Regions from separate parts of the Mus musculus genome. Here all the other regions are linked to region 7. A link is a contact called in public HiChIP or PLAC-seq and promoter capture Hi-C data. All regions are on one chromosome and are shown on one strand. Each heading gives the region's core, a stretch centred on a gene start, on an enhancer-like site or on the middle of the called end of the contact. The rest is flanking DNA. Distances are from core to core; before and after follow the strand shown. Region 1 holds the start of Fam234a (family with sequence similarity 234, member A). Region 2 holds the start of Rhot2 (ras homolog family member T2). Region 3 holds the start of Mapk14 (mitogen-activated protein kinase 14). Region 4 holds the start of Brpf3 (bromodomain and PHD finger containing, 3). Region 5 holds the start of Capn15 (calpain 15). Region 6 holds the start of Ergic1 (endoplasmic reticulum-golgi intermediate compartment (ERGIC) 1). Region 7 holds the start of Nudt3 (nudix (nucleotide diphosphate linked moiety X)-type motif 3).

The links. Promoter capture Hi-C pulls out the DNA fragments that hold promoters and counts their contacts. HiChIP or PLAC-seq counts read pairs in DNA pulled down with a chosen protein or histone mark. Capture Hi-C pulls out chosen DNA fragments and counts their contacts.
Region 1: a FOXA1 HiChIP or PLAC-seq map of pancreatic cancer cells shows a contact between it and region 7. The contact joins the promoter of Fam234a here to the promoter of Nudt3 in region 7. A contact is called at or near these places in 2 of 115 datasets of contacts at active chromatin or transcription factors (astrocytes and pancreatic cancer cells) and 2 of 9 other capture datasets (adipose tissue and liver).
Region 2: a contact with region 7 is called in a promoter capture Hi-C map of liver, with 2.4 times the contacts expected there. The contact joins the promoter of Rhot2 here to the promoter of Nudt3 in region 7. A contact is called at or near these places in 1 of 39 promoter capture datasets (pre-B cells), 2 of 115 datasets of contacts at active chromatin or transcription factors (embryonic stem cells and pancreatic cancer cells) and 2 of 9 other capture datasets (liver and pancreatic islet).
Region 3: a promoter capture Hi-C map of adipose tissue shows a contact between it and region 7, with 2.1 times the contacts expected there. The contact joins the promoter of Mapk14 here to the promoter of Nudt3 in region 7. A contact is called at or near these places in 1 of 115 datasets of contacts at active chromatin or transcription factors (embryonic forebrain) and 1 of 9 other capture datasets (adipose tissue).
Region 4: a promoter capture Hi-C map of pre-B cells shows a contact between it and region 7, with 2.9 times the contacts expected there. The contact joins the promoter of Brpf3 here to the promoter of Nudt3 in region 7. A contact is called at or near these places in 2 of 39 promoter capture datasets (liver and pre-B cells).
Region 5: a contact with region 7 is called in a promoter capture Hi-C map of pre-B cells, with 2.0 times the contacts expected there. The contact joins the promoter of Capn15 here to the promoter of Nudt3 in region 7. A contact is called at or near these places in 2 of 39 promoter capture datasets (pre-B cells and second pharyngeal arch cranial neural crest), 1 of 484 Hi-C or Micro-C datasets (CD4 T cells), 1 of 115 datasets of contacts at active chromatin or transcription factors (astrocytes) and 2 of 9 other capture datasets (adipose tissue and liver).
Region 6: a contact with region 7 is called in a promoter capture Hi-C map of pre-B cells, with 4 times the contacts expected there. The contact joins the promoter of Ergic1 here to the promoter of Nudt3 in region 7. A contact is called at or near these places in 1 of 39 promoter capture datasets (pre-B cells) and 1 of 115 datasets of contacts at active chromatin or transcription factors (astrocytes).

Annotation. Positions count from the first base shown.
Region 1 is chr17:26,241,818-26,245,628 of GRCm38.p6, reverse strand. Fam234a (family with sequence similarity 234, member A) reads left to right here and starts at 1,387. Exons shown (of 13, transcript NM_001206335.1): 1 at 1,387-1,623.
Region 2 is chr17:25,841,806-25,845,920 of GRCm38.p6, reverse strand. Rhot2 (ras homolog family member T2) reads left to right here and starts at 1,396. Exons shown (of 19, transcript NM_145999.3): 1 at 1,396-1,521; 2 at 1,608-1,666; 3 at 1,751-1,832; 4 at 1,937-1,980; 5 at 2,761-2,814; 6 at 3,503-3,555; 7 at 3,633-3,741; 8 at 3,830-3,931; 9 at 4,066-4,115. The coding sequence starts at 1,485. Wdr90 (WD repeat domain 90) reads left to right here. Exons shown (of 41, transcript NM_001163766.1): 38 at 7-150; 39 at 223-342; 40 at 462-546; 41 at 696-1,187. The coding sequence ends at 853.
Region 3 is chr17:28,689,604-28,693,413 of GRCm38.p6, reverse strand. Mapk14 (mitogen-activated protein kinase 14) reads right to left here and starts at 2,072. Exons shown (of 12, transcript NM_011951.3): 1 at 1,559-2,072. The coding sequence starts at 1,674. It overlaps Slc26a8 (solute carrier family 26, member 8), which reads left to right and starts at 3,427. Exons shown (of 20, transcript NM_001290320.1): 1 at 3,427-3,697.
Region 4 is chr17:28,798,158-28,802,433 of GRCm38.p6, reverse strand. It overlaps Brpf3 (bromodomain and PHD finger containing, 3), which reads right to left and starts at 1,308. Exons shown (of 13, transcript NM_001081315.1): 1 at 1,073-1,308.
Region 5 is chr17:25,984,072-25,988,346 of GRCm38.p6, reverse strand. It overlaps Capn15 (calpain 15), which reads left to right and starts at 2,473. Exons shown (of 12, transcript NM_001347334.1): 1 at 2,473-2,876. 1700022N22Rik (RIKEN cDNA 1700022N22 gene) reads right to left here and starts at 2,517. Exons shown (of 2, transcript NR_166913.2): 1 at 2,311-2,517; 2 at 1-364.
Region 6 is chr17:26,559,870-26,563,668 of GRCm38.p6, reverse strand. It overlaps Ergic1 (endoplasmic reticulum-golgi intermediate compartment (ERGIC) 1), which reads right to left and starts at 2,157. Exons shown (of 10, transcript NM_026170.3): 1 at 2,037-2,157. The coding sequence starts at 2,056. 1700049J03Rik (a long non-coding RNA gene) reads left to right here. Exons shown (of 4, transcript XR_001782188.2): 1 at 1-1,579.
Region 7 is chr17:27,622,028-27,625,830 of GRCm38.p6, reverse strand. Nudt3 (nudix (nucleotide diphosphate linked moiety X)-type motif 3) reads left to right here and starts at 2,379. Exons shown (of 5, transcript NM_019837.2): 1 at 2,379-2,744. The coding sequence starts at 2,646.

The sequences.
Region 1 (3,811 bases), core at 138-2,637, 1.4 Mb after region 7:
GGATGTCTTGATAAAGCAAACACATAAAAGACTGTTTTCCTGAAGCAGACACAAGTGAAAGGATGCTTGTTGGATATAGCAGACACGTGTAAGGACTCTTGATAAAGGAGTATAAATGTGACCCCACAGACAGTGGGAGAGGAGCACTGAGATTTGGTTTGCTCTGCCTTGCTATTCTTTGCTAAAGACACGCATGTATTTGTTCGCCTTACATAGCATTGTTGAGCTCACCTTGTGGTAACACTGCCATTGAGAGAAATTATCCAAAGAACTGCTTGTGAGGTTCCTATGGCAGCTTGCAGCTTCTGCGGCCTCACATCAGGCTGGTTGGCAAATCTAGAAGTTTCTTCAGGATTTAACTACAGCTGCCTGGTGTCTGCTTGCTGAAAGGACTGGACTGAAGCTGCTGGTTAGTGTCTGGTGTCTGCCCCCCTAGAGGACTGGACTGCAGCTGGTGGTTAGTGTCTGGTGTCTGCCCCCCTAGAGGACTGGTCTGCAGCTGCTGAATTGTACTTGGTGTTTGCTATGGGACTGAACTGCTGCCCAAGAAGATCTAGCTCACCCCTAAAGAATTATTGCTGAACCGGTCCATTTCACCCATATCCTAATAACTTTTCTCTTCCACTGCCTCTGCTGGGTTGTAGGCTAGAGGAGAGGTTGGACCCTTATTAAGAGTAGGTTGCAGCCGGGCATGGTGGCACACGCCTTTAATCTCAGCACTGGAGAGGCAGAGACAGGCAGATTTCTGATTCGAGGCCAGCCTGGTCTACAAAGTGAGCTCCAGGACAACCAGGGCTACACAGAGAAACCCTGTCTCGAAAAACCAAAAAAAAAAAAAAAAAGTAGGTTGCAAAAAATTTATGCCTACTCAGAGAGTAAAAGTCCTTGCCAAGCTATTGTGCAAGCCTGTAACCTAAGTTCGATCCCAAGAACCCACATAAAGGCGAAAGTGAACCAGCTCTACAAAACTGTCCTCTGATCTTCCCTTTCTGTCGTAGTGTGTGTCTCTATGTGCCTGCGTGTGCACTGAGGAAAGAAAATACCGTGGCCAGTAAGTGATCGGAAAGATACGCAGGCTAGAAAAAAGAAGCCTTAGCATGGGCCTTCTGTCTTGTCTCCATTCATGGATTCCTGGGGTTAGTATGGGAACACCAGGCCTAAGCCATCACAGCATTATCATGCCAAAATGCTCCTGCACAAACAGGCTCTCTGCTCGAAAAGGGCAACACTGGACACAGTGGCCGTGTTGCTAAGCAACCGACTCAGTCAACAGAACGGAATCGCTGTGGTACGCCCCTTCCGCTGGCAGGAAGTGACGCACAGTTCAGGTGGGCCGAACTAAGGGGGGGGGTCACAGCCTCTCTGGGGCGGGGCCTACTGCGGGGCGGGCCTCCTGGGTGGGCCCAGTGGGGGCGTGGCACGCTGCCCTCGGGGCCGGGCGGACCGGGGTGCGCCGGGGAGGGGCGCTGCTGTCCGGCGTAGTCTGTACTCCTGTTCAGCCGCTGTCCTCCCGGGAACCTTGGGGATGTGGATCCCGGATTCCAGGGACCGCAGTTGAGCCAGCCTCGCCAGTCCTGTACCACTTGCTGAGGAGCAGGATCTCGCGGACAGGTCCGAGAGCAGGTCAGGATCGGACTAGGTAACTCTTAACGCGCGAGCTGGTTCCGGCCAAAGCCGTCTGCGTTCGATCGCCCGGAGCTAGTGGGGGCCAGGAGCGGGTCCCGCCTCCACTTGCAGCTCACAGCTAAGGTCGGCCCCGCCTGAGCTCCCAGAGTAGCAGTGCACAGGGCCTGGCACCCTCAAGCGTGCTCAACTTGGCCAAACAAATCTCTGCTCCGTCGTGTCTGTTCCCTGGAGGGCGCTGTGGTGACCCGGAGCGACAGGGGTTGACCTACCAGAGGAACTTTGTGCTCCGGTGGACATGTTCCTTAAATCCTAACGCTCTTTGGGCCCCGTGTGTTTAGTATCAGTGAGAATCAGTTCATGTTCTTCAAGTTCAGGCCCAAGGCAGTGAGGTGGGTACGGTCAGGAGTGGTTGGTGATGGGGTTGTCTTCATATTCCACCCTCACAGTTCTAATGTTCTTTTAAGGCCACCACCGCCTCCTGCTGCCTTGAACTGGAAGCAATCTTCCTGCCTCATTACACCGAGCTGTCTGTTTCTTCTCTGTACTGGCGTTTTTTCTTACTCCTTCCATTGCCTCCTTGTATTCCTTATATGTTGCTTTATAACAAACAAGAAGTTTATTGGTTTATCCTAGCAATCTTTATCCTAGGTGTGGTGGTGGATTTCTGTAATCCCAGAAGTTGAGGCTGAGACATATGAATTTGGAGTTTGAGATAAGCCTGGGCTACAATATGCGGTCTTCCCCAAATGCACAAAATAAAACAACCTTTATTAGTCAACACTTTCTGTGGGTAGGGAATCAGTCTACCTGGGTGATGATGGCCCAGTAACTCTCGCCAAGTTGGGGGATCCAAATCCAAGATAGTGGACTCAAAAGACCAGTGGCAGGAGTCCTCATTGTTTTCTGTTGGTATCTGCCTTCCCTCAGAAGAGTTATCTGTAAGGGAAGTGGGGCGATAGGGAGTGATAGAAACCACTGTCATTATGACCCAGTTTGCAAAGTCTAACTCCCCCCTCCACATTCTTTTTGTATTACTAGGTACATAGGAGGTGGGTACAGCAGAGCTTATGAAATGAGTGTGTGCATGCAAGAGTGAGTGTAGGTGTAGTGTGTCAAGGACAGTGACCTGTAGGGGCTCTCCCTCCTCTATATGGGTTCCAGAGAATCCTCTTGTCACAAGTCTTCCAGTGGTGGAATTTTGTGTCACCATCCCAGAACCCTACTAACCGACCTAGCACCCCAGCTCCTCACCTCCCCAGCTCCCCAACTCTCTTTTGGGAATGGAGTTTTTTGAGACAAATTTTGCTTTTATCCCTGGCTGGCCTGGAACTCATGGTATAGACCAGGCTGGCCTCAAACCAGAGGTGAGCCTCTTTGCTCTTTCAAGTACTAGGGTCTCAGATATATGCTACCAAGTCCAGCTTGTGAATGTTATGTTTTTTTTCTAGAATTTATGTGTATAACTCTGTTGCCTGGAAAAGAGAGAGAGAGAAGAGAGAGAATGTGAGTGAGTGAGAGAGAGAGAGAGAGAGTGTGTATGCACACACCATGGGAATGCCTGGTGCCCATGGAGGTTAGAACAGGGTGTTGGATCCTCCAGAACTGGAGTTACAGATGGTTGTGAGCCACCGCGTGAGTGCTGGGGACTGAACCTGTGAACCAGCTTGCCAGCCCCTTGTGATTATATTTTAAAATCCTGCTACTGACCATGCCTGTGGGGGAAGGGTGCCTACTCCCTGTAATTACAGCACAAGTTTCCACATCGCATTCACATGAGCTTTAGCTTTGTGAGAATGACTGGGGCTTTTCCCAGGGAAGGGAAGCATTCAGCACCCCAGCATGACGTTGGACACTTGGAAGAGCAGACTTCCCTGTAGAAAATGGAACTAGGTAGCTGGGTGTGGTGGCACACGTCTTTAATCCCAGCACTCGGGAGGCAGAGGCAGGTGGATTTCTGAGTTCAAGGCCAGCCTGGTCTACAAAGTGAGTTCCAGGACAGCCAGGGCTATACAGAGAAACCCTGTCTCAAAAAGCCAAAAACCAAAAAAAAAAAAAAAAAAAAGAAAGAAAAAGAAAATGGAACTAGGACTGGCGAGATGGCTCACTGACTGCTATTCCAGAGGTCCTGAGTTCAATTCCCAGCAACCACATGGTGTCTCACAACCATCTGTAATGGGATCTGATG
Region 2 (4,115 bases), core at 147-2,646, 1.8 Mb after region 7:
TCCCAGTATGGAGACCTAGGGGTAGAGGGTGTAGAACTGTGGCTGGCTGCAAGTGGGGACCAACGTGTCAGCATCTGGGTCTCTGACTGGCTCCGGGACCGCTGTGAACTCCTGGAATGGTTGAGCTTTCCTGCACCTGCTGTCTCAGAGGTAAGAGTTCCACGGTCATGTGGGTGGGGATTGGAGTCTGCACAACCCAGCACAACATACTGCTTTCCACAGGCTCCAGGCCTCCTGCCCCCCTCTCTTGCTGCCTTCTGCCCTTGGGATAAGGCGATACTGGTGTGTGTGGGCCTGGGTGCACATGAGGAGGTCATCTTCTACAGCCTCCGTCAGAAGCAGGTTTGTGCGATCACTGCTCTGTAGGTGGACATCCAGGGCTGTGTCATAGGGTTAGAAGGCCATGGAGCCTGGGCTTTGTCCCTGGCAGGAGACCTCAGTGTCATATTGTTTTCCTACAGGTGATACAGAAGACACCTCTGCCCTTCTTTGCCATGTCTTTGAGCCTGTCCCCAGGATCTCAGCTCATGGTGGTTGGTTTTGCTGGTGAGTGCTGGTCGACACACATAGAGAGGGCAGCTTTGACAGTCCTCAGCCATAGCAGGTTTGGGGGCGTAGATGTCATGGCCCTGCTCCCCTCAGCAAGGTTCCCAGCAAGGTGTCAGTACTCAGAGCACCCTGTCATCTACCCACAGAGTGCATGATGAGGCTCCTAGACTGTGCGTCAGGGACTGCCCAGGACTTGGAAGGCCATGATGACTCGGTCCACCTGTGTAGGTTCACTCCATCTGGCAGACTGCTCTTCACAGCTGCTCACAACGAGATCCTGGTGTGGGAAGTCACCGATCCCTGAGCTATTGCTAGGAACATAGGCAGAAAAGCCAGACTGTGGATTGCTGTATGCCGAGCCAGGATGGCTGGGACAGGCTTCAGAACTGCATTGTTTGGAATTTGGGTGAAATCTGAAAAGATTCAAGGAGGCTGAGGGTGTGGCAGTGACTTAGAATCTGTGAAGTGTGGTTTTGACCCTCAGAACCACTCCCTCCTACACAAAACTTGGCATACTGGGTTGTTTTTCACATGAAGGTTGTTTTATTGTTTTTATTTTGTACAGTTTAAGGAAATAAACACTGGCATTTATTATAGCGATACATTGTTTTATTGTCCCATAAATTGTGTCTTTGCATCACTTCTGGCCTGAGCTCACCCTTTCCTCCCGAGGAGCCCGTTGAGTCTGAGTTGTTTGCACCACCTGCAGAGTCAGGAACACTCTACTGGCAGGCGGGCGCGGGCGCCTTGCCTTAGCCCAACCACTAGCTGGTGCTGTGTGGGCGGGACCGGAAGCTTGGGTGAGGGCGGTACTGAAGACAGGAAGTGCGGGGGCCTGAGCGGGTTGAAGGAGAGGGTTGGGGTTGGGATTGGGTCTACTTGGGCCGGGCCGGGCCGGGAGGGGTGGGTTTGGGGTGCTGCTGCGGGCAGCAGCCATGCGGCGCGATGTTCGCATCCTGCTGCTGGGCGAGGGTAGGTGCGCTGGGGCCGCGGGAAGACCGGTAGGGTCGCCGTGACCTCGGCGGTGCTCCTGACTACTGTTCCCTCTCCCCGCGCAGCCCAGGTGGGGAAGACGTCTCTGATCCTGTCGCTGGTCGGCGAGGAGTTTCCCGAGGAGGTGCGCGGGGCGGACTGGGCACTTAGGGCGGATGCCAGGCTCTGGGCAGCCGCTCCGCATTCAATACTGACCCACCTGTTGCAGGTCCCTGCCCGCGCGGAGGAGATAACCATCCCCGCCGACGTCACCCCGGAGAAGGTGCCCACTCATATCGTGGATTACTCAGGTATCTATCTCCAAATGCTGCCCCCCAGCCGGTGTGTATTGAGCCTGCAGCCGGTCTGAATCGAGCGCAACAGCCATTCTACATAGCATTCTTTTTCCTTTTAGAAGCGGAGCAGACAGAGGAAGAACTTCAGGAGGAGATCCACAAGGTGCGGTGCATCTTGCAGGCCCTTGGGTACTGAGCCCAATTCTTTGGTCCTAACTTGCTGCCATCTAGTCTTAATCGGCTTCCTTTCCTGGCGGCTGGATTAGGTGACTCTGCTTGACCCTGATAATTCAGCTGTGACCTTCACGGCTGAGTATTGTTGGCTTTTCCAGATCATAGCTTTCTGGGAATCAGGACCTGGCCAGTACTGCCATTAGTGATCCATCCCAGGGTCTGAGGGGAGCAGACACACACACACACACACACACACACACACACACACACCCTTCATTGCTTTTCCTTAACATACTTCGGTTCCCCAGTACTATTCCTCCCTAGGCTGTAGTGGATGCCATCTTAACTAGGCGTTCCCTGATGCCAGAGTTTACTATGTTCCTGAATGCAGTCCTTCAGCCTTCTTTGTGTCCTATAGGTGCAGGTCACTTGGTCACTTGGTCAGGGTGCAGTGTCTCCTTGCTTGCATCTGCAGCATCCTTGCTGCTTGTACTGAGATAGAAAGTGAGAGAGACCTGCCTTGGGACTGTAACCTGCGTGTGATAGGTCTGTCATAAGTCCAGGATGTGCTGTCTAGAGCCATGGTGCTAGGGTCTGGTGTCTCTTAGGGAGTGTTGGCAGGGAGAGGCCTGCTTGGCAAAGGTGGACTTTCCTGGCCTCAGAGCCCTACCCATCCTGCTGTGAGCACCCGGGACATGGCCAGGAGTGGCCTGTACTGTCCATAGTGAGCCGGCAGACTATGCTTACCCTGTGCCTTGCTTTCCTTTAGGCAAATGTAGTGTGTGTGGTGTACGATGTGTCTGAGGAGACCACCATTGAGAAGGTAAGCAAGAGGGGATCTCCTTGGCCATTTTGTTGTTGTTGTTGTTTTAAGACTCATTTGAGCCGGGCGTGGTGGCACACGCCTTTACTCCCAGCACTTGGGAGGCATATGCAGGCGGATTTCTGAGTTCGAGGACAGCCTGAGTTCCAGGACAGCCAGGGCTACACAGAGAAACCCTGTCTCAAAAAAAAAAAAATAAAACCAAAAAAAGAAAAAAAAAGCTCATTTGTTTATATGAATACATTTAGCTGTCTTCAGACACACCAGAAGAGGTCCTCAGATGGTTGTGAGCCACCATGTGGTTGCTGGGAATTGAACTCAGGACCTCTGGCAGAGCAGTCAGTGCTCTTAACCACTGAGCTATCTCTCTAGCCCTCCTTGTCCTAGTGCCTGGCTTAGTTGGCAGTTGGCCTGGACAGTACACAGTGGCTCTTGATGCTCAGCCCTTTCTCCTAGCCTCACGTCTGTTGAGCCTTTCAGGAACCCCCACAGCTCTGAGCTAGGAAGTGTTCTCCTCATATCCCAGCTTGCTTGGGGAGAATCGGACAAGTCCCTGTCTGTCGTCTGCAGTCTCCCACCAGCTTGCTCCTGCACTCTGAAAGCTTGTGTAGCCCCAGGAAGAAGAGCATGGGCTGGTGAGCATGCGCATGCGCTTGCTCTCGCCTCACACTTGGACTTGGTCTTTCAGATCCGAACCAAGTGGATCCCGCTTGTGAATGGCAGGACGGCGACAGGGCCCAGGTGACCAGCAGGGCCTCAGCTAGGGGGACTAGAGCCCACCTGCTCCCCATCCCTGGTGATCATGGCCTCTCTCCCAGGTTGCCCATCATCCTGGTGGGCAATAAGTCTGACCTGCGGCCGGGGAGTACCATGGAGGCTGTGCTGCCCATCATGAGCCAGTTTCCTGAGATAGAGACCTGCGTGGAGGTGAGCAGGGAGGGCTGTGGTAAGACCCTGAAGCAGCTCCCTAGATCTGTCATGGGTCCCTCCTGAGCCTGCCCTCACCCTTGTCCAGTGTTCAGCCAAGCACTTGAGGAATATCTCAGAGCTGTTCTACTATGCCCAGAAGGCTGTTCTGCATCCCACAGCCCCCCTTTATGACCCTGAGGCCAAACAGGTAAGTAGTGGATGAGGGCCACACACCTATTTCTCGAAGGCCCATCCATGTGGGCCTTGGATAAGGAGTACAAGTAAATACGCGTACCGACAGGGTGGCCAGGAAAAGGGCCACTTGGTGTTGTGTCCCTGCAGCTCAGGCCTGCATGCGCCCAGGCGCTCACACGCATCTTCAGGCTGTCGGA
Region 3 (3,810 bases), core at 823-3,322, 1.1 Mb before region 7:
ATGTCCAAGTTGGTATCATCTGCAACATAGCTTAAGCAGCTTGAGCCAGCAAATGCAATGTGATCTGTTGCTGGACACAATTGCACAATCTCAATTACCCAGAAGATTCTACCAAACAGGAAATTCACGATATGACTTTAAGTAACACAGGACTCATACTTAAAGGTTAGCACATCCAGAAGCCTGGAATTTGTTCCAAAACAAAAACCATTTCCCAGACTCCTTCGGAAACCATGAATGCATGTAAGTCACTAAAACACAGGAAGGGCTCATCTACTGAATCTATCAGATTACTATCAGATAGGGAGCTCTAAAAGATATAGTAAAAGATACTGCGTGAATCCTTCAAAGTTCCTTAGAACATTTCTGGAGTGGAAGTTTTATGGTAGAAATTTAATCTGAAACCTGCTCCCAGGGCCATGCATGGTAGCAAAAGCCTTTATTCTCAGAGCTGGCAGACAAAATTTGTTGAGTTCCAGGCAAGACAGGGAGAGCCATAGTGGAACTAAAATAGGCCCCCCCCCACTCCTACCCCCCTCCCCCACCCGGTGTTAAGGAAAGCTAAAAAGCATCGTTTCCTATGTTCCAGGATCTCCCGAAAACCACCACGTACCTCGGTACTTACAAGCTGATAAAACTCCGCAAATCTTCTAAGGGACTTAAAAAAAAGAAAAGCACCCCCATGAATTACTTCAATTAAAAGCTATCTACACCTCCAGCTCTAGTCCTACCTTCTTGATCTTGAGGGGCGCCCCTCTGCTCGGTATGGAAAACTGTTTTGTCAAACAATACTGAAATGAGCAGTGGTATGTGACTAAGCGGCGAGCTGGAGCGTCCTTGCAAGGCGCTGCCACCCTCCCTCCCCGAAAAGGAAATACGCTTTCAACCGAATCGGAAACACACCACGCAAGCTGGCACCGTGGTCCCCGAGATAAAGTCGGTATTTTAAGCTCTTCGGGGTGCTGCTAATTCAAGTGCGAATCCCAAAGGAACGTTTCCTGAGACAGGATTTTTCGATGGAGGCTTGCAAAAATGGGAAAAGGGGGAGAAAAAAGGAAAAAAAAAAAAATTCCGGGAAAGGAGCGCTTTCTCTTGCAAGTTTCGTTCAGGTGACCGCAGTCCCCGGGTCAGGCTTTGCCCTACAGCTCCTCGCTGGAGCTCCGCCCAGCTCGTCTGCTCCCCGGGGCAGGGCTCCCGCGTCCCGAGTGGCGGTACCCGGAGGCAGGGTCCTGAGGCCGCGCTGCAGCAGAGGACCCCCGGGAGGGCCAGTCTTGGGAGCAGGGAGAGCGCAGGGTAGAGAAGCATCCCACCGCGTCCGCAGCTGACCCGCTCCCGCACACGGCTCGCCCCCGACCTGCGTATGCAGGGCGAGGGGTGCAGGACACGTCCCGCTCCAGCTGCCCCCTGCACCCCCAGACACGCCCGGAGGAGAATTCCTGCCGCTGGGCGCATCGCTGAGCTGTGGGGACAGGCCTGGCCCTCAGGCATGCAGGGCCACCCTGCTTGCTCCACCGCGTCCCCCCACCCCACCCCTAACCCGAGGCCCGGCGACACTCACCACACCGAGCCATAGGCGCCCGAGCCCACCGGGGACAGGTTCTGGTATCGTTCGGGCACCTCCCAGATGGTCTTGTTCAGCTCCTGCCGGTAGAACGTGGGCCTCTCCTGCGACATCTTCCAGCGGCAGCAGCGGGGCGAGGAGGTGGCCGAGCGGGGGCTCCTGCCTGCAGCCGCACGCTCTCCTCTGCGCCCGCCCGCGGCAGACCGGACCCCGCGCCCGCCACCCGCGCAGGTGTGGAGGCTGCGACCCGCCGCCCCTGTCAGCCGCGGCGGCTCCTACGAGCGTCGGCAAGGTGCCGGAGCCGGCTGCACGGCTCGAGGCTGCTCCCGCCGCGGTCCTCCTGCAGCCGCTCCCCGGGGAGGGAGCGCACGCCGACGCCGCAAGACACCCGCTCGCGCTTCAGCGCCCCGCTTGGGCTCCAGTGGCGGCGATCCCACAGGCAGCGGCCGGGAGCCTCTCGCGGAACTCTCGCGAGAACAGCTCCAAGGAGGCCCCGCTCTGAATCCAGATCTTACCCAATATGGAACCTGCCCACGGGGCGGGGGGTCGCGAGAAGAGCGCGCAGGGCCGGCAGATCTCGCGAGAAGAGGGACGCGGCTTGGGGAGCCGAGGCAGGAACTCTCGGGGACTGGGCTCCCCGGGGCGCCAAGGGTGGAGGCCGCAGCGCGGGGCGCGCGCGCCTCTCTGTGGTCGCACGGGCGAATGCCTGGCGCCATGGCGGAAAGCCGCTGTGACAGCGTCGGGGAAGAGAGCCAAATGATCTTTGAACTCCGAGCAACCTGCTCACTAGAGTCGTCAATTTCCAAGAACAACTTGAAAGAACAGACAGGCCCTGTCCAGAAAGCTGTCGCATTCCGGTCTGCTCAAGGACAAGTGGCTCACCTCGGGATGCTGGTGAAACCTGCCCCCTAGGCAAATATTAGTCTTGCCTCAAAGCCCAGGCTCTCCCTCCAGGCGCTCCTACATGTTTTCAGGCAGAAGTGGCAGAAGGAGGTTCCAGGGACCCACAGGGAGTTCCAATGCACGAGGTCAGAGGTAGACATCATGAATGGCCACTTCCAGGCTGGGGACCAGCATTTGCAAGGCCCTGGGTTCAATACCCACTACTGGAAGGGGAAGGTACACACACACACTGCAAGTAGGTCATTCCATTTCAGGAAGGTCTTCTCATTTATTTATTTATATTTACACCACCTGCAATTCCGGCATTTGGAAAGACCAGAAAACCCTTCATATACATGCATACATATATATCTATTTACACAGCCTGTAATTCCAGCATTTAGAAAGACCAGGAGACCCTTTCATACTATTTATTTATATGTACAGAACCTGTAATTCCAGCATTTGAAAAGACCAAGAGACCTTTCTCTTATTTATTTATTTATACACAACCTGTAATTCCAGCATTTGGAAAGACCAGGGGACCCTTCTTATTTATTTATTTGTTTATTTATTTATTTGTTTATTTGTATTTACAAATCCTGTAATTCTAGCATTTGGAAAAACCAGGAGACCAAGCCTCTGCTGTGTAGTGATGAGACCGTATGTGCAACACCCCAAAAACCATCACTCGGGTTTGAGACCGACTCTTGCCCTTTAGAGCCATCCAAAGTTTAGAAATTTAAAAGAAAATTGGGGGGTGGGTATTAAAGACTTAATTCATGCCTCTGAGAGTATGGAGAACTACTAGGGCGAGCATTCTGACCGCATCTCATTTAGGTAAGTCTGTTGAGCTTTCTTAGGCCCTGGTTCTAGTCTCTACAAGATCAATGCGACCCTGCATTCCCACCTAGTGGAATCTTCCGTAGAAGCCGAGAAAGCTAATAAAAGTGAATGGGGAAAGTTAGACCCGTAAGAACCCACATCCACCCATGCCTACACCGAGCAGGAGAAAGGGGAAATCTTATTCTCGTGGCTATTTCTAGAAGATCCGGGTATGTGGAGGGCAGCAGGGACCCCTTCTCCTCGGCCCAGATGCCATCCTCGCCCGTCACCCGCACAGCCGGAACGCCCGCGGGTTCTGCAGCAACGGCTCCGGAACTGCCGGCCTCCGCGTCCGCAGCGCTGCCGCCAGCCAGGCTGGAGCCGAGTCTGTCCCCAGCGTCTGCGCTCCTGCGGGCCACCGGAAACCAGGTGAGCCTGGGTCGGGAGCGGTCCGGAGCTCTGGCTGCCGCCTGGGAGCTGACAGCCCGCTCGCGTCCCAGAGCGTGGCTGCTTGGGTCACCTGCAGAGCCAGGAGTGTCCCA
Region 4 (4,276 bases), core at 59-2,558, 1.2 Mb before region 7:
CTCAAGGTCTCAAAAGTAGTCCCAGCCAACAGATTCCATTCCCCAATTCTCCAAAGGCAAGCAGCCTCTGGAGAGGAAACACACACTTCAGTATCGATTTTGAAGAATCTACAAGAACCCCATCCTGTAGTCTCAGAAGTCGTCTCCATCCCCATTCGGGGCTCCCGCGATGCGATCACAGGGGGCAAACCCATGGGACCCAGCTGGGCTACTGCCAGGGGAAACCAAGAGTTTCGCCTACAAGGAGCTAACAACTAGACCAGGGTTGGTATTTTTTTTTTGGCGGGAGTTTCCTCACGTACACAACTCTTCCCATACACACACTGCCGAGTACCCCCAACAGCCCCCTTCAGAGACGTTCTTAGCGACCCGGGATCCCCAACTCGACCACCTCACCCTGGCCCCCGAATGAGGAGTTTCAACAATTGGACGGAACCCGCCCTGCACGCCACACAAGGGACTCATGAGACCAGGTAAGACTCCAGACAAGGTCTCTGTCCCTTTAAAGGGACTCCTCTTCCAGTGGAATCTTCACGACACCCCCCGAAGGAGAAAAAAGAGAAATATCTCCCCCTAAAAAAAACAACCCAGAGGGTAGGCGCACCACAGATAGACGCAGAGTCCGACCCTCACAGAGAAAGCGAGCGCCAGCGAACGGCGGAGGGGTGGGGAGGGGGGGGGAGGACGCGGAGATGCAAGCACTTATTGGCCGCCCAACCTGCCCGTCAAGGGGGAACCCGTGCGCCGAGGGCGGCCCCTGAAGGCGGGACTCTGGTCTAGCCAGGCCAATAGGGGAGCACGGGGAGGGCGGGGCTTAGCCGTTTGGCTGCCAGGACCGGGGAGAAACAAGATGGCGGGTGCGGGAGGGGGTCCTCGCTTTGCAGCTCCCTTCCGCGCGCTTTTCCCGGCCTCGTCGCCGCCCTCGCTCCGGGGGAGAGGTCGCGCGTCACCCCCACGCCCCATCGGGACACCCCTGTGCGCCCCGGCCGCCCCCTCGCGCGCAGCGCTCGCTCCCCGCCGGCCCCCGCCGCCCCCGCTCGCTCCGGCCCCGCCGCCGCCGCCCCCATTTTACCTCAGCCGCCGGCCGGGCCCCTAGCTTCGGGGGCCCCCTGAGCGCGAGCGCGGCCGGCCGGGTGAGCGGCCGGGCGAGCGGGCCGGGCGAGCGAGCAGCTCCGTGCGCGGCCCGGCTGAGGGAGCGCGGCCTCCTCCCGCTCCGGCCCTCCGCTCCGTCTCCCCGGGCCCGGCCGCCTCTCCCGGGGGAGGAGGGGGAATGGAGCCACCGCCGCCACCACCGCTGCCGCCCGCCACGGAGCCCGGCCGAGGGGAGGGAGGGATCAGCCCCCAGGCAGGATCCGCCCCTCGGCCTCCCCCCGCCACCTCCACCCCTTCCCTCACTCCCTCCCCGGATCGAGCCGCCGCACGCGAAGCGGGAGCGCGAAAGCGCGGGGAGACCGGAGCGGATGCCCCCGCCCGAGCCCAGCCCGGCGCGGCGGCAGCGGCGGCGGGGAGACGGGCGGGGAGATGAGCGCGAAGCGGCAGCGCCACCTCCACGGGGCACCGTCCCCGGCACGGCCTCACGGTGGCGGTGCGGACGCGGCGGGGCCGCTTCACCCTGGGCCTGTCCCAGAGCTGATCTAGTCGGGGTTCCCACTCTGAATCCACGGAGCGGTGGCTCACCCCATCCCAGCCAGAGCGTGGGGCCACCCGCCGCCCCCGAGGTGGGAACGCCCATGCTCCCACCCACCCACAAAGCTCGCCCCAGGACGACCCCGGAGGGCCACACTGTGTGTGGCTTCCCAGAGTGCAGGTGGCTGCGAAGCCTCCAGAAAGTCGTCCCTCCCCAGGCCCCCGGGACAAAGGTCTAGCGATGTCCACCCATCCCCTCCCCCAGTGCGGACAGCCCGGGAAAGACCCGTGCCTGTGGTGTGTGTACAGGTGAGCCTCTCCTGGCACACAAGGCTGCCACGGACCAGACTTTTCCATCTGTGTGGAGTTTTTTTTTTTTTAAGTAAACATAAAAGTTTGACAGTCTGCTTAAGCGTGCCTCGTAATTCCGTTTGTCACTCTAGGCATGGGAAATACTTTTCCCCTTGAATTTGATTTGGCCAGGAGTCGGTTAATTTAATGCACTGAACGGCTTTCTCAAAGGCAGCCTGCCTGTCAAACAGCAACTCCCAGACTTTGAAGTGTACTCAAGCTGCCTTTTGTTCTAATAAAAGAAAAAATAAATAGAAGAAAAGGTCCCTTTGCCCCTCCACGAGCGCATGTACCTATAAATTTGAAAGCTTACCTCGTGACAGAGATCTTAAGCACCAATACTTAATGATGCTTATAAAGGATATATGGATAAACTGCTATCGAAGATGAAGATGAATGATATATTTTGAAAGCGTTTCCTCTACACGAACGGCTGGTGAGACTTTCAATTGCTCGATTGGCTCTGGTATCCAGGACCTGGGTACTACAGTTGAAAGAGTAGAGAATAAACATTTCTCACGGCCCAAACCTTGTGTTTTTATTTACATTGAAGTATAGGTGTTCAGCATCCTAAGAGTTGAGAATTTACCAGTTGAGTGAAGCATGGAAGTTGGGTTTCCTTACAGGAGTGTGTTCTTGATAGATGGTAATAACATACTGCAAAAATAACCAATTTTTAAGAAGGAAAGGGCGTGGCTTGTGGAGCCAAGCAATCGCCTCCGCCAGCACCCCCACCCCACAGTGTTTTGAAAGCTTTGAAGCAGAAATGCTGTGAATTAGTCAACTGTTGTTAAAGCTTGGGGGAATAATCACAGGAGGGAAGGTGTGGAAAGATTAATTGTGGAAGGGAAGGCCCTAGAGGAAGAAAATATTGCAATTACTTTTAGCTTTAAAAAAATTGAGGAACAAATAGGAATTTCACGTCTTGTTCTTTTACAATGAAATATAAACATTTACATAGGACTTGTGTCTCCTTATCTTTTATTCTTCGCGGTTGCTTCTGGGCATGACCTGATTTGCATGATTGGGAAGGACCTCTACCCTCTAAATTAGGCAAATAAAAACCCTGAGAAGATGTCGCAGCTTGTCCTTGCAGTGATTTAAGATCCATTGAGAGCACATGTCAGCCTCCTCTTGTCACCAGCCATTCCTGGTCACTTTATGAGACTGGGCTCAACAAAATTTTCTCCCCCTCTTCACCCTCGCCCTTAAAACATTAGCGCCGCCCTTGTTTTCCTTTTGACACGGGAAATTCGTTTTCTGTAGCATAACCTCACAGATAGCCAGTTCACTGGGATGTAATCTCAGATGTAATATGTGACAATTATGTCATTAAAAACAAATTTGGATCAGACATCCCAGAGGCACTGCATTTAATTCGCCTTAATCTTCAGCTATTTTAAAGAGTTTGAAGTCATCAGTCCCTGGCCTGTCCATTAAGCAGTGCGAAATTAAGTACAACAAAACAAGGACTCTGCCTTTGACTCTAAATATTTGTTTGATTATTTTTCTTCTTTTTCATTAAAACTATCACGAGCTCTACCCATGCGTTTAATCCTAGCACACAGGAGGCAGATCTCTGTAAGTTCCAGACCATCTTAGTGTACATAGCAAGTTCCAGGCCAGCCAGCACCACACGGAGAGAGGCTGTCCCAATAAAACAAAACAAAACTTCATAGTGAACACACACACACACCAAATTAACCAGACCCAAAGTTCACTGAGATGGTGGACTCTTAAAGCTAGAATAGCTACCCCAGAGCTGTGGGGCTTCACAGTGGATTTTACACAATCAGTGTCAAATATATTTTCCACTACAAGAAAAAGGGAAAAATCCATAAACGAGCTGAAACTCTTTTATGAAAAGCAGTTAGCGGTGTATAGTCTTTCTGACTTCTCTCCTTCATCTGTATTTGTCCTTCCTTAACACTGAACCTTTAGCCTTCCCTGATCCCCTTTCTGCTCCTTAACCTTGACCATGGGAACACGTGTTCACTTAGGAACATACACACTAGGGCTGAGATCAGAGTAGACACAACAAGAAAAACACATACTTTTTTCTCTGAGACCCTAAGCTCCCTTAATGCACATTCTAAGTCTTTCCAATCTACAATTTTTACTTCATGTTTTGAATTTATTCATGAATTTATTTATTTATTTATTTATTTATTTATTTATTTATTTATTGTACTCAACAGTGCCCATGGGTATAGGTCAAAGGGCAACTTCCAGGCCTCAGTTGCCTACCTTGTGAGTGTGAAGGCTTTAATTCAGGTCTCAAGCCTTGGTATCACGTACC
Region 5 (4,275 bases), core at 1,224-3,723, 1.6 Mb after region 7:
CGTTGTCCATTCAACCCCCAGTGGAAGATTCTGAGGGAACTGAGCCCCAGGCAGACAGCTCTGCATTTGGGATCTGCTGTAAAGGGATCTCATGTTTGAGATGGGTTGTTAGTAGAAACATTCCAGGAAAAGCTGTCCAAGAATTTTCTGTATGGGCCCACCACTATGCCTAGAGGATAATCCCAGAAGTTGGCATCCTCTAGCAGACTCCTCACTATACTTCTGATGGTGGGGGTGTGGAGGGAGTGGCCACAGGACTTGCCAACTCTTGAACCTTCAGCAAGTGGAACGCTTTGCCCAAAGCAAATCCTGTCTCCAGTTGGCCTCTGACATTGTTTTTATCTTCCTGGTCTTGGTCAGTTATCTGTTAGAGAACAACATAGATGAAGCTTAGCCTCTGCAAATTTAAATTGATACTAGACTCCCTGACTACCCTGAGGAATTGTGGTGAGCCCGGGTACTTATACATATCTGCTCTGAACCTGCTGACATTTTGGAATCTTAGAAGAAGCCCAGAGCGTGACAGGAATTTTAGCCGGGAACCTCCACTTACATTTTCCATGAGGTTGGTGTTCTGACTTGTGTGTGTATATGTCACTTGTGGAAATCAAGAGAAATTTAGACCCAAGTTTTAGACCTGACTAACCTGCCAGTCCTGTCTAAAGCTTTCTGGGTGTTCACCCAATGGGGACCTTGACTCTGTAATAGCTTCTGAGTCTTACTAAACCTAGGTTTTCACGCGTGCTAGGCAAGCACTAGCTGCACTGTGGCTGCAGTATGCACCTTTATAAGTGTACCTTTGTGTTTTGTTTATTGAGACAGGGTCTTATGTGATTCGGCCTCAAAACTTGGAGAGATCTGCCTGCCTCTGCCTCCCAAGTGCAAGAGCTGTGATTAAAGGAGTGCACCATCTTGACCCACCCCTCTACTTTTTGAGACAAAACCTTGAACTTTCTAGCCCAGGTCAACTTTGAACTCATGACCCTCCTGCCTCAGTCTCCTTAGCAACTATGCAACTATACCTAAGCAACTATACCTTTGTAGCTGTGGCCCCAAAACTATGAGGAATAGTGTTGGGTCCCATCTGCTCAAGAGTCAGGGTGGTTGATCTATGGCTTCTGTCCCTGCAAAGCTCTCTCTGCCCTTCTTGACCTCTGCAGGGTGTCCTGTGGTCTGTGCACTCAACAGGGTGTCTGTCTTCTGGCCCATACTACACTAGCATAGATCAGGGCTCAGCCAACCTGGGATGATCCAGCTTTACCTGCTGTGTGATCATCTTACTTAGTGCAGTGATACATCATTGCACTAGTGATGACCCGTAGTGACCAGAGATACTGTCCTGGATCCAGCTTGGCCATTCTCCTGATCATGGGTATCACCTACTGATGAATGAGCAGTGACTTCACCACTGTCAGGGGGCTCAGGAAGACAGCCTCTGCTCCTCTCCTCTTGCCAAAATTTGGTGTCTTCCCCATTCAGGCATAGGTGTCCCCACAGCATCCTGAATTCAATGGCCAGTCTTTAGCTTTCTAGCTTCTGGAGCATGAATGATTTCCCAGAAACATTATCTGTAGTCTCTACTGAGCCAGACTCAGGTTTTCTGGGTCCGGGGGCAAATAGTACCCAATCTCTCACACAACATTCAGAGTGCCGGGTGTCCTTTTGCTATGTGCTATGTTTTTTTTTGTTTTTTGTTTTTGGTTTTTGGTTTTTGGTTGGTTTTTGGTTTGGTTTGTTTTGTTTTTTGAGACAGGGTTTCTCTGTATAGCCCTGGCTGTCCTGGAACTCACTTTGTAGACCAGACTGGCTTCGAACTCAGAAATCTGCCTGCCTCTGCCTCCCGAGTGCTGGGATTAAAGGCGTGGGCCACAACGCCCGGCTAGCAGCCTGATTCTTAGTTAGCTTTCAGTTGCAGAGGACAAGTGGCTGGAATTAAGTTAATTCGGGGGAGCCAAAGGGCTCTAATGGGAAATAGCTTGGGGGCTCTTGTGAACATAACTCAAAGGACTGCCTCAGATGCCAGTGTTTCTCTAGAAAAAGTGACGTGCCTATCTAGCACTCGAGTAAACACAGACCTCAGATGGAGTAACCTCGGAAGGAGCAGTGCCAGCACGGTTGCTGCTTCAGACCGTTGGGAAAGAAACCAGAAGTCGCTGGAAGAGGTAGAAAGCAGCCAAGGCAGCTAGGTTGGACTGTACCACCTACTGCCCCAACGCAGCAGACAACCGGTTCAGACCTTGTACAAAATCACGACCCAGACTCCCGACATCTCCCCTGGCGCAGTAACACTCGAACCCCGTGGACGCCTACCGGAGCCCAAAGCCCATCTTAAGGGGATCCTGGGAGCTGTAGTCCGTTCTCTTCCCGGATCCAGCGCGCCACATCAAACTAGCTTGGGAGTACCAACTGCATCCGTGAACTGAGCGTCTCCGGTCACGTTGGGAGGGCGAAATCTCAGGGAAAGAGTAGAGGGTAGGACCATTCATGGACTACAATTCCCGGCGTGCCTTGAGCCGCGTCGCTCTGCCCTGTGGGAGCCGTAGTCCCGGCTCCGGGTTCCCAGTGCCGCGTGCGCCCCTGACGCGCTGTAGCCTCGGGCCCCGGCTGGGCGCCACGCTACGGAAGCAGCGTAAGGCGTAGCGGGTAGGCCGGGCGGGACGGCGGGCGCTAGCTACGGAGGCGTTTGTAAGGTTGCCGGGCCGAGACGGATCTTCGCGGCCAAAACGCGCTAAGCCGGCGGAGCATCGCGGCTGGCGCGAAGGGGCCCTTGGTGCCCTCCGGTCGAAGTTGTGGGTCAACCGACTGAGGGCCGGCACTAGGGCCGCGCCCGCCTAGACCGATCGCGAGCGCTGAGGAGGCGCCGCCGGCTCGCTAAGGTGAGTTCCACGGTAGGCGGCCGGCCAGACGGCCTAGGACTCGTAGAGCTCGGCCTCAGGGCATCAGCCGGGATGCTCCATGTTTGTCCTGGGAGCAGTAGCCTGGCTTGTGGTGAGCGGGAAGGGGAGGGGGAAGCGCGCCGGAGGTGTGGGTCACTCGAGGCCAGCCTAGGAACCTCAGACGCAGGCGACCCTCGGTGCCTGCCTGTCCTTGAGTGCCCTCTTGTCCGGGGCTAAGCGTTGGCCCACTGTACGAAGGTATAGGTCGTGGGGGCACTGTCTGCAGAAACCTGCAGCTGCCTGGGGCGGCAGCAAGAGTAAAGCGTCCTGTGTGCCCCCTCATCCCACACTTCTGTTTTTGCGGGCCTGTCAGCAGGCCGAGAAAGTTACAGAGCAGCCCCTTGACAGCTGCGGGATTTTCTTTTTGTTTTCTGAAAAAGGGGCCCTTCCACGTCTGATTTGGGAACCCTGTTGTGTGGCCAGATGGTCCTTGCTAGGCTGGCTCTTAGGGTCCCTGAGTACAGATACTGAAACAGGACCGCGAAACACCTAGCCTCGAAAACAGGATAGATACCTCCTGAGTTTCAGGAGAACCTGAGAGCCTACCTGAGTGTTTGCTGCTGACCCTGCAGTTCAGCAATAAATCAGGAAGAACTGCTACTCAGTAAGAAACTGTGAGATTACCCCTCCAGTGGCAATTTCCCCTTTCCCAGTCTGGAGAACTGCAAGTCACAGATGTGGAGCTTGCCTCTTGAGTTTCTCCCTGCTTCCAGAGTCTAGCTGTCAGGGATGCGCTCAGGACCACAGTTCTGCAGTCTAGGGCAATTGTGTCTTGCTGAACAGTAGCTTGCCTCCATGGGGTAGTAGATTCTGTTTCCTTTGAGGTCCTTCTGCTCCACAGAGATGCACCCATTTCTTTTCTAACATCTAAGAATGTCTAGAGCTGTCTGACTGGTAGACAGGTCATTGACCTCCATGGAGGAAGACTTGAACCCTGCTGGATCCAAGGCTCAGAAACTGTACAACTTAACTGCAATGGAGTTATCAAAATCTCTGCTGGCCATAGTGTCTGAGAGTGGCCCTAACTCCATATCTATGTAGAAGCCTAGGTTAGTCCTCTGTGGGTAAAGGGTTCCATTGTGGCCCATCCTTGGATCCAGGCTTTGTCTACTCCCAAGCTTTCCTGGCCCCTGTTGTACATTGTCCAGGCCTTAAGGCAAAACTTGTAAGGCCCATTTTACAGATGTGGAAACTGAGGCTGTCCGTCATCCATTGACAGGAGAGGGATAGACAGAGTTCTAAGTCTCCAAACCACAAGCATTTTTTGGTCTCCTTCCACATTCTCACTGGTGGCTCTTGAGATGAGCCTTTTTGGTGACCTGAAAACCTTCAGTATACA
Region 6 (3,799 bases), core at 908-3,407, 1.1 Mb after region 7:
TCCCCTAATGATAGTCCAAGTGGCAGGTGGCTAAACACTGGGTACAACCCTCAGCAAGCCGATGAGTGGCCCTGTATGTGGTAAAGGTCTGTAGAACGGCGGAGCCTTCCTTCACAGTGAGTCCTAGAGCTCTGCTATGTCAACGTCTGAAAGAGAAGAAAGACATGGGCTGGACCCACAGCTCACCCTGCGTGAGGAGATCGAACGGTGGGGAATCCATTCTTACTGGTCTCCAGTGAGCCCCAGCAAGCAAGGACTTTCTCAACTGGCATTAGTGGGAACCCTGTGGCACCCGGGCACTCAGGGCCTGAGACACATCCAGAAAGCCCCAAGGCAGTAGCAGCCGAAAGTTGAGCGGTGTGCTCCTTAAATATCAATGCCTTAAACTAGTCAGTAATAAGCAGGCCCTGACAAGGCTAAAGCTGGCCCCAGCTGTTTTCCTTTTTTTTTTTTTTTCATCTCACCTGCCCCCAGCCCCCAAACTTCCAACTGGAGCCCAGATCTGCCCAGCCCTTCCAGCATGCAGGCGGGGCATGCAGGCGGGGCAGAGAACTGACAAGATGAAGTAACCAGAACAGTTACTTCTTTAACAAACTCAAAATCCCTAGGACTTGCAGAACCGTGTGGGGACAGGAGGGTTGGGACCCTTTCCGGTCAGCCCTGGGAGGTTTGAGGGGGGGGCCTGGATGTGCCCACTGCCCTTCTTTCTGCATGGGCACACTGTGGTAATGGGTGTCCCTAAAACTGGCTCAAAGCCCTCTCGGTTCAAAGCTACCATGGTCTGTATGCTTTTGTCTAAGCCCAGGTATGGACCCCGGGGCTACCTCAAGCAAGCAGGAAGCTGGTTTGCCAGATAGTACCAGTGCCCAGAGTGAGCTAAAAACCACTTTGGCTGGTTAAGAGGTCTGAAACCAATGTCCTCTCTGGGCCCTGACCCCAGGTTGCCCATATGCCACCACATGATCCGAATCTTGGGCCGTTTTTAGATTGGTTGTCACTCTGTTCTGCCTCTATACACATCAGTAAGAGGGGGAGGATGAGGGGAAACTGTGACCAATGGAGGAATACCCGTTCTCTGGCTGTGGGGAGCGCTCACAGATCTCCTCAGTCACAGATGCCCTACTTCTGAGTTCCATGTGATGGAGACTGGGTCAGGGGTGCCTTACAATCCCTGTCTTTCAGGTGGTGACCTTATTTTTAGTACCAATTTGCAAGAGGTGAAACCAATATTTTGAGCATGCCCAGACACCTGCTGGGGTTAGCCAGCTGAGCGGTGAGGGGCTGCACCCTAAGCCTTTGCTTCTAACATTGAGAATCTACTAAGCAGCTGGGTAGAGAGGTACAGCCAGGCTTCTAATCCTTTTGCTCCAAAGTATCCCAACAGCCCAGAGCATCTCAGAGCGTCTTATGTCAAGGGAATGTCTGGTGGGGAGGCCCTTCCCATGCAGGCTTCCAGAAGGCCTGGCCCTATACAATGGTGTTCCAGGAGGCAAAGAACCTTCTGCAGAACCTCGAGATCCCAGCATCCTCCTCTTCCCGCACTGTCCCCATGGCTTGCGGGAACAGGCCTCCACATCTGGTAGGTAGAGGATTCTCAGGCTCTGAAGAACTAAGCTTCTCCAACTGCTGCCAGATTGAATGGGGCTGCAGCCCTCAGATCCCACCGGGCAAAGCCAGGCGCGCGGCCCCACCTGTCAGCCAGGACAGGGTCCACTAGGGAAGACTGGGGAGAAAGCCTGAGGATGCCTGAGCTCCTTTTATTTGGGATTTGGGAGGAGATTTGGTTCCCAGGTTGGGGGAGGGGAATGAAAGATGTCAGGGGCAAGCTGGGGACACCGCGCCGTGGAAAACAGAGTGCGAGGGCTTGCCAGGGCTGCACGAGGGGTGGGGGTAGGGCTCGAACCCCGAGGAAGGCCGCGGTCCCCTAGGGCCTGCCGAGGCGTGCACAGTGCACCAGGGTCGCATTTGCACGTAACGGGGGGTGGGGGGTGGTCGTCGCCGGCTGCAGAGGGCCTCGGGCCCGGGGCCTCACTCACCTCCTGAAGTCAAAGGGCATCGTGCCGCCGAGCCGGTGGGAGCGTTGCAGGCCAGGCGGGCCGCAGCGCCGCGTGGGTCCGAGCCCGCTGCCAACGCCTCCTCGGCCGCCCCGCCCCCGCCAGCCTGCCCGACACTCGCCACTCGCCTCCCGCCGCCGGGAAGTGACGCTCCACGCAGCCCATTGGGCGCCGCCACATCCACCGGCCGCCCCTTCCGCCGCCCCATTAAAGGGGCCCGAGGGCCCGCTGAATGGGAAGGCCCGAGAGTGGGATGCTACCCAAGCCCAGGTCTCCAAGACTCCCGCTTTGGTTCTTTTTGGCCTCTGATCTTTTTTCCTAGCGTAAGTGGGGCCTCAGGACAAATCGCTCTGCCTCAGGCAGTGGGTTTTGTGCTTGTAAAACAAAGCCATTGCGTTGTGAAGATCAGAGAAAAATGCTACAAATTGCGGGTCCATGCTTGGTGCTAGTTCTGGGTGAAGGTTAAAACTGGGGGATGGGCAACGCAGTCCTAGATTGAGAAAGTCCACCCACCTCCCACCCATCCCTTGCTTCTTAGGAAAAGCCATCTGGCTCCCGAGATCCACCACCACCCCTTTCTCTATCTGTATAACTGTTAATCCCACTTTTCAACTTTTCATAGGTATCAAAGGAGGTAGTTGGGGCCCTGCTTTAGTGAACAGCCTGGCATCTAGTGACAGCTTCTCCACCTGTTAGAGTTGGGCTTAGCTAGCCACTTCTATCATCTTTCTTCGGGATTGATGCCAACCAGTACTCGTTGAGCATCTACCAACCTGAAGTCAGGAACTTGCAGGGTTATCCAGAGGCTCTGAGTTTGCACGGTTAGAAATGGTAACATACCGCTGATTGCCCCTAGGAGCCTCCATTCTCAGAAACACAGAAGTACAGAGGAAAACCTCCCTCAACTTGCTGGGCTAGAGGAGGAGGCAGCTGAACTCTAAACTTTTTGTGATTGGCTGGTCTTAGTTGTCAATCTGACATACCTGGAAGAGATTGAAGAAATGGCTCCACTACATTAGCCTAAGGGCTTGTATGTGTGTAAAGTTTTCTTAGTTCCTAAGTAATGATGTAGGAAGGCCCAGCCCTCTATGGGTAGCAACATTCCTAGGATGGGATCCTGGGATCAGAAAGCTACTGCATATGAGCAGTGGAGCCCATTAGCAGCCTTCCATCCTCCACAGGTCTCTGCTTCAGTTTCTGCTTCATGGTTCTTTTTTTTTTTTTTTTTTTTTTTTTTTTTTTTTTTTTTTTTTTTTTGTTTGGTTTTTTTGAGACAGGGTTTCTCTGTATAGCTCTGGTTGTCCTGGAACTCACTTTGTAGACCAGGCTGGCCTCGAACTCAGAAATCCACCTCCCTCTGCTGGGATTAAAGGCGTGCGCCACCACGCCCGGCCCTGCTTCATGGTTCTTACCTTGAGTACCTACTTACCCAGACTTCACTCCCTGAAGGGCGTGTGGATGTATGAGCCAGATAAACCCTTTGCTCCCAGAGCTGCTTTGGTGGGAGTTTATCACAGCAGAGAAAAAGCAAACTAGGACACCCATGTAGGGGAAATCTGACTTCTGAACTTCCCTGGGTTCTGCTGCTGATGCCTTCTTCAAAGCTGCGATTTAAGACAACAACTTAAGGAGAAAAGTGGGGATCCAAGTTCAAAAGGCAGGATGGGCAGGGAGGCAGTGTCCTGACATAAAAAGCTCCTTGGTTTCCTGAAGGATAAGCGGGCAGCAAGATTCAGGGTCTGCAG
Region 7 (3,803 bases), core at 1,130-3,629:
TTTGGTTACCACTCCCTAAATCTCTTTATCTCCTTCCTTAGTAATTTTTTTACCCAGTTGGCTTAGAGTGTAGCTGCTTTTGTTCCTTTAGATTCGTGAGGCTCCTCATGTAATTCCCTTTGCATAGTTGAGAAATTATATATTTTTAAGTCTTGTATTTAGAGCTCTTTCCCGTAGCCTTAAGGGCTGTCCTGAAGGCCCCACTGTTTACTATTTTGTTAAGACATAGCCACACCCTCAACTCCCGGGCTTGTGCTGTTTCTAATTATCATGGAGTCATTAACGTTAGCAGGGAGGACATCCCTTGGAAGGAAAGAGTCTTCCACTGCTAGTACTGGTTCCAGAAAATATGCATGTTATTACACAGATAAGCCTTAAGTCCACAGCAGTCATTGACATTCATGAAGGCTCACACCGGGGCCCTGTCCCAGGGGCAGGAACCCTGTCACTTTGTCCCCACCAAGGTTACACCAGGCTCAGCAAGGGACTAAGAAGGGTCCTGGGTAAAGCAACATTTATGGAAGCTATAAATCAAATGGGACTCTCAAATTCTGAAGAGTATCCACAAGAAGCATCAATAGGCATAATTCTAGTTTGTTATGTCTGTCTGTGTGCAGTGCCTACAGAATCCAGGTGTTGAGACTGGAGTTACAGGTGGTGGGGAGCCACCTCATATGGGTACTAAGGACCAGACTGGGATCTTCTTCAAGACTAGTAAGTGTTCTTAACTGCTGAGCCCCTTTGGGACGGGGTTTCATGTAGCCTAGGCTAACCTCAAACTTGCTGTGTAACCACAGATGGCCTTGAATTCTTGATTTTCCTGCCTCTGTCTCCACAGTGCTTGGATTACTGCCATTGCCTAGTTAATTTGGAATCTAGAGTTTCATACAAACTAGGCAAATTTCAGTTTTAAATTGTATTTAGCTATTACTGATAACGCCCAGTGCTTTCTGCTTCCTGGACACTTGGACATTTTCAGGCGCTCCTATCCCTGAGGCACCTTTTCAGCCAGACTTTTTACATTTTTACTTTATTGGTGTTTTGGCTGTATATATATCTGTGTGAAGGAGCCAACAGACAGTTGTGAGCTACTCTGTATGGTACCATGTGAACTACCATATACTGGGAATTGAATCAGGGTCCTCTGGAAGAACAGCCAGTGTTCTTAATCACTGAGCCATCCCTCCAGCCCCTTCATTTAGTTTTTAAAGAAGTTAGAATATGTGTGGACACATATGTCATAGAGCACATGTAGCGGTGAAGCTTGTGGGAGTTGGTTCTCTCCTTTCGCTATGTGTGCCAGGGATCTAGCTCAGGTGGTCAGGCTCCATGGCCAGTGCCCTTTTAAACTGACACATCTCTTGGGCCCCTCTAGATTATTAATGAAGTATACTACATACAAGATGATTAAAACAGGTAACGGGGACCCGTCAGATATCCCAGAAAGGTCATTTGCAGCCAGGCCTGACCACTTAAATTCAGTCTCCTGGTCCTCTGTGGTGGGAGAAAATGGATTCGTTTAAGTTGCCCTCTGACCTCACAGAAGCAATCATGGCGCACACACCTGTCCCCACAAACGTACGCTGTGCGCTTTGGGATTTATTTATAAATCTTGAATATCTTGACAGAATTTTCTAAACGTTTAGCACACGGTAATGGTGCCCGTTTTGTTGCAGGAACGCTGTAGCCCACTTTCACGTCCTCTAAGAGGGTCATCCCAGTGTTATAGTCACGGCCAGAAACCATATTTCATGATTTACGTACGTGTGCTGTGCACACTCTTACAGTCTCTCCCTTTCTGCTCCTGTTTAAGAGGATGGCGTTCTCTCTTTTCTTTCCTTCCTTTTTTATTTTCTTTTTTGCAGTGCTGAGGTTCGAACCCAGTCCCTCAAGCATGTCGCCAGGCAAGTGGCAGCTTTTGCCTTTTTTGCACAAATGGCTGCAGGACGCACATATGTCCAGACAGCTACCAACTGACCGCAAAGAGCAGCCCCGCCCCGCCCCACTCCTGATCCCCAGCAGCTAAGGTTGACAGTCTGCGGCGAGGGACAGCAGAGCGGCGCTGTCACTCTCCCTGTCATCTGAGCGGCGCGACCTTGGATCGGGCTGGGCCGCTCAGCCGGTGACCTTGGGCGGGCCCCTGCTCTCTGCCCAGCGGCGCCCGGGACCGTGGGGTCGCGGGTGGTGCCCACGCGCCGCGCCTCACCCGGCTTCCGCCATCCCCAGCCCTACGCTGTCTGCGTAGCAGCCGCGCCAGCTTCCGCGGCCTTCAGTGCAGACGCTCTCCCGCGCCGGGCGCGATTCCGGAACGCCGTCCGCGCTGCGCACGCGCGGCCGTCCGGCGAGCCCGCGTGCCTTACGCAGCTGACGCAGCGCGTCCAAAATGGCGGCGCGGTCGTCGTCGGGGGCGGCGGCGGTAGAGGGGGCGGTGGCGGTGGCGACGGCGGCCGTGACGGCGGCGCAGGGCCTGGGCCGGGGGCAATGAGGCTGTCCCGCCGCGGAGCCGTGTAGCGGACACACAGACCCTCCTCCCCGCCCTCTCGATCGAGCCTGGGGCGCGCGCGCGCGCGGCCGCCCGCCTGCAGCAGGCTCCCCTTCCCTGGACTCCGAGGCCCCGCACGGCACCCCCCACCCGGGCCCGGAGGATGATGAAGCTCAAGTCGAACCAGACCCGCACCTACGACGGCGACGGCTACAAGAAGCGGGCCGCGTGCCTGTGCTTCCGCAGCGAGAGCGAGGAGGAGGTGAGGCGCCCTGCCGGGGGTCGGCGGCGCCCGACGGGGTTTCCTGGGGAGAAGGGGGGGTGGGGAGCGGAGTGGAGAGGGCCCGGGGCAGCGGGATGCCATCCCGCGGCGGGCCGTCGGGGGTTGGCCGCCGTTCGCCCGGGGCAGTGGCTAGGCAGCTCGGCGCTCGGCACACGTGCATGGGGCGCAGGCCGGCCTTTGTGGCGGAGCGGAGGGCCGCTCCCTCCCTCCCTCCCTCCCCGCAGGGTTGCTGCTGGCCGAGGGGAGGTGGCTGCGGGCGAGCACTGGCAGCGACAAGCCGGGGCCAGCCGTTCGATTCTAACGTTGAGCTGCTGAGTCCGTATGGTTGGAGCCTGAAAAGAAAGGGCACTGGACACGGTTGTCGTCGAGGTTGTTATTCATATTGACCGGAACACTTCACGACCATCAAAAGCTGTATTTATGAAGATCTCTGTCCCGACGTTTCTCTGCTGTGCCCAATAGGATGAGTCGTAGGGTAAGCTAGGATAATAGAACGTTTTAGAGTCTTGTTCCTTTTTCCTTAAGGAACTTAAAAAAAAATTTTTTTTTCGGCTTCACAAAGCCGTTTCTGTGGTGATGAAGCGAGATTCATGAAAGGCGCGTGGTTTGTAAATCCACAAAGAATAGCTGCTTTGGAAATTCATAAAATGCCTGTGGGGACACATTGCTGTCGTGTGTGTGCATGGTGGTAAGATGGCAGTTCGCTTGAAAACAATGAAGGGCAGTGAAACTGAGTATGTTTTATCCCGGCCCTCGGCGGTGGGCTGGGGTGGCAAGCCTGCAGTACGGTGCATCGTGTTGAAATGGGCGACAGGAACTTGACCCGTTAGTTATGAAAGGCTCTGATGAAAGGGAGGATGGACTACCAGGAATCACTGTCCGGTAGATACTCAGGAGGAGGAAGAGGAGGAGGAGGAGGGGGAATTTAAATGAAATGACGGCCTGAAGAAAATCCGTGAAAGCATTCTTTGTGCTGTTGAGGGATTGCAAAACAGGAGTTTTGGAAATGTATACTTTGTTACTTTCCTTCATTACCAA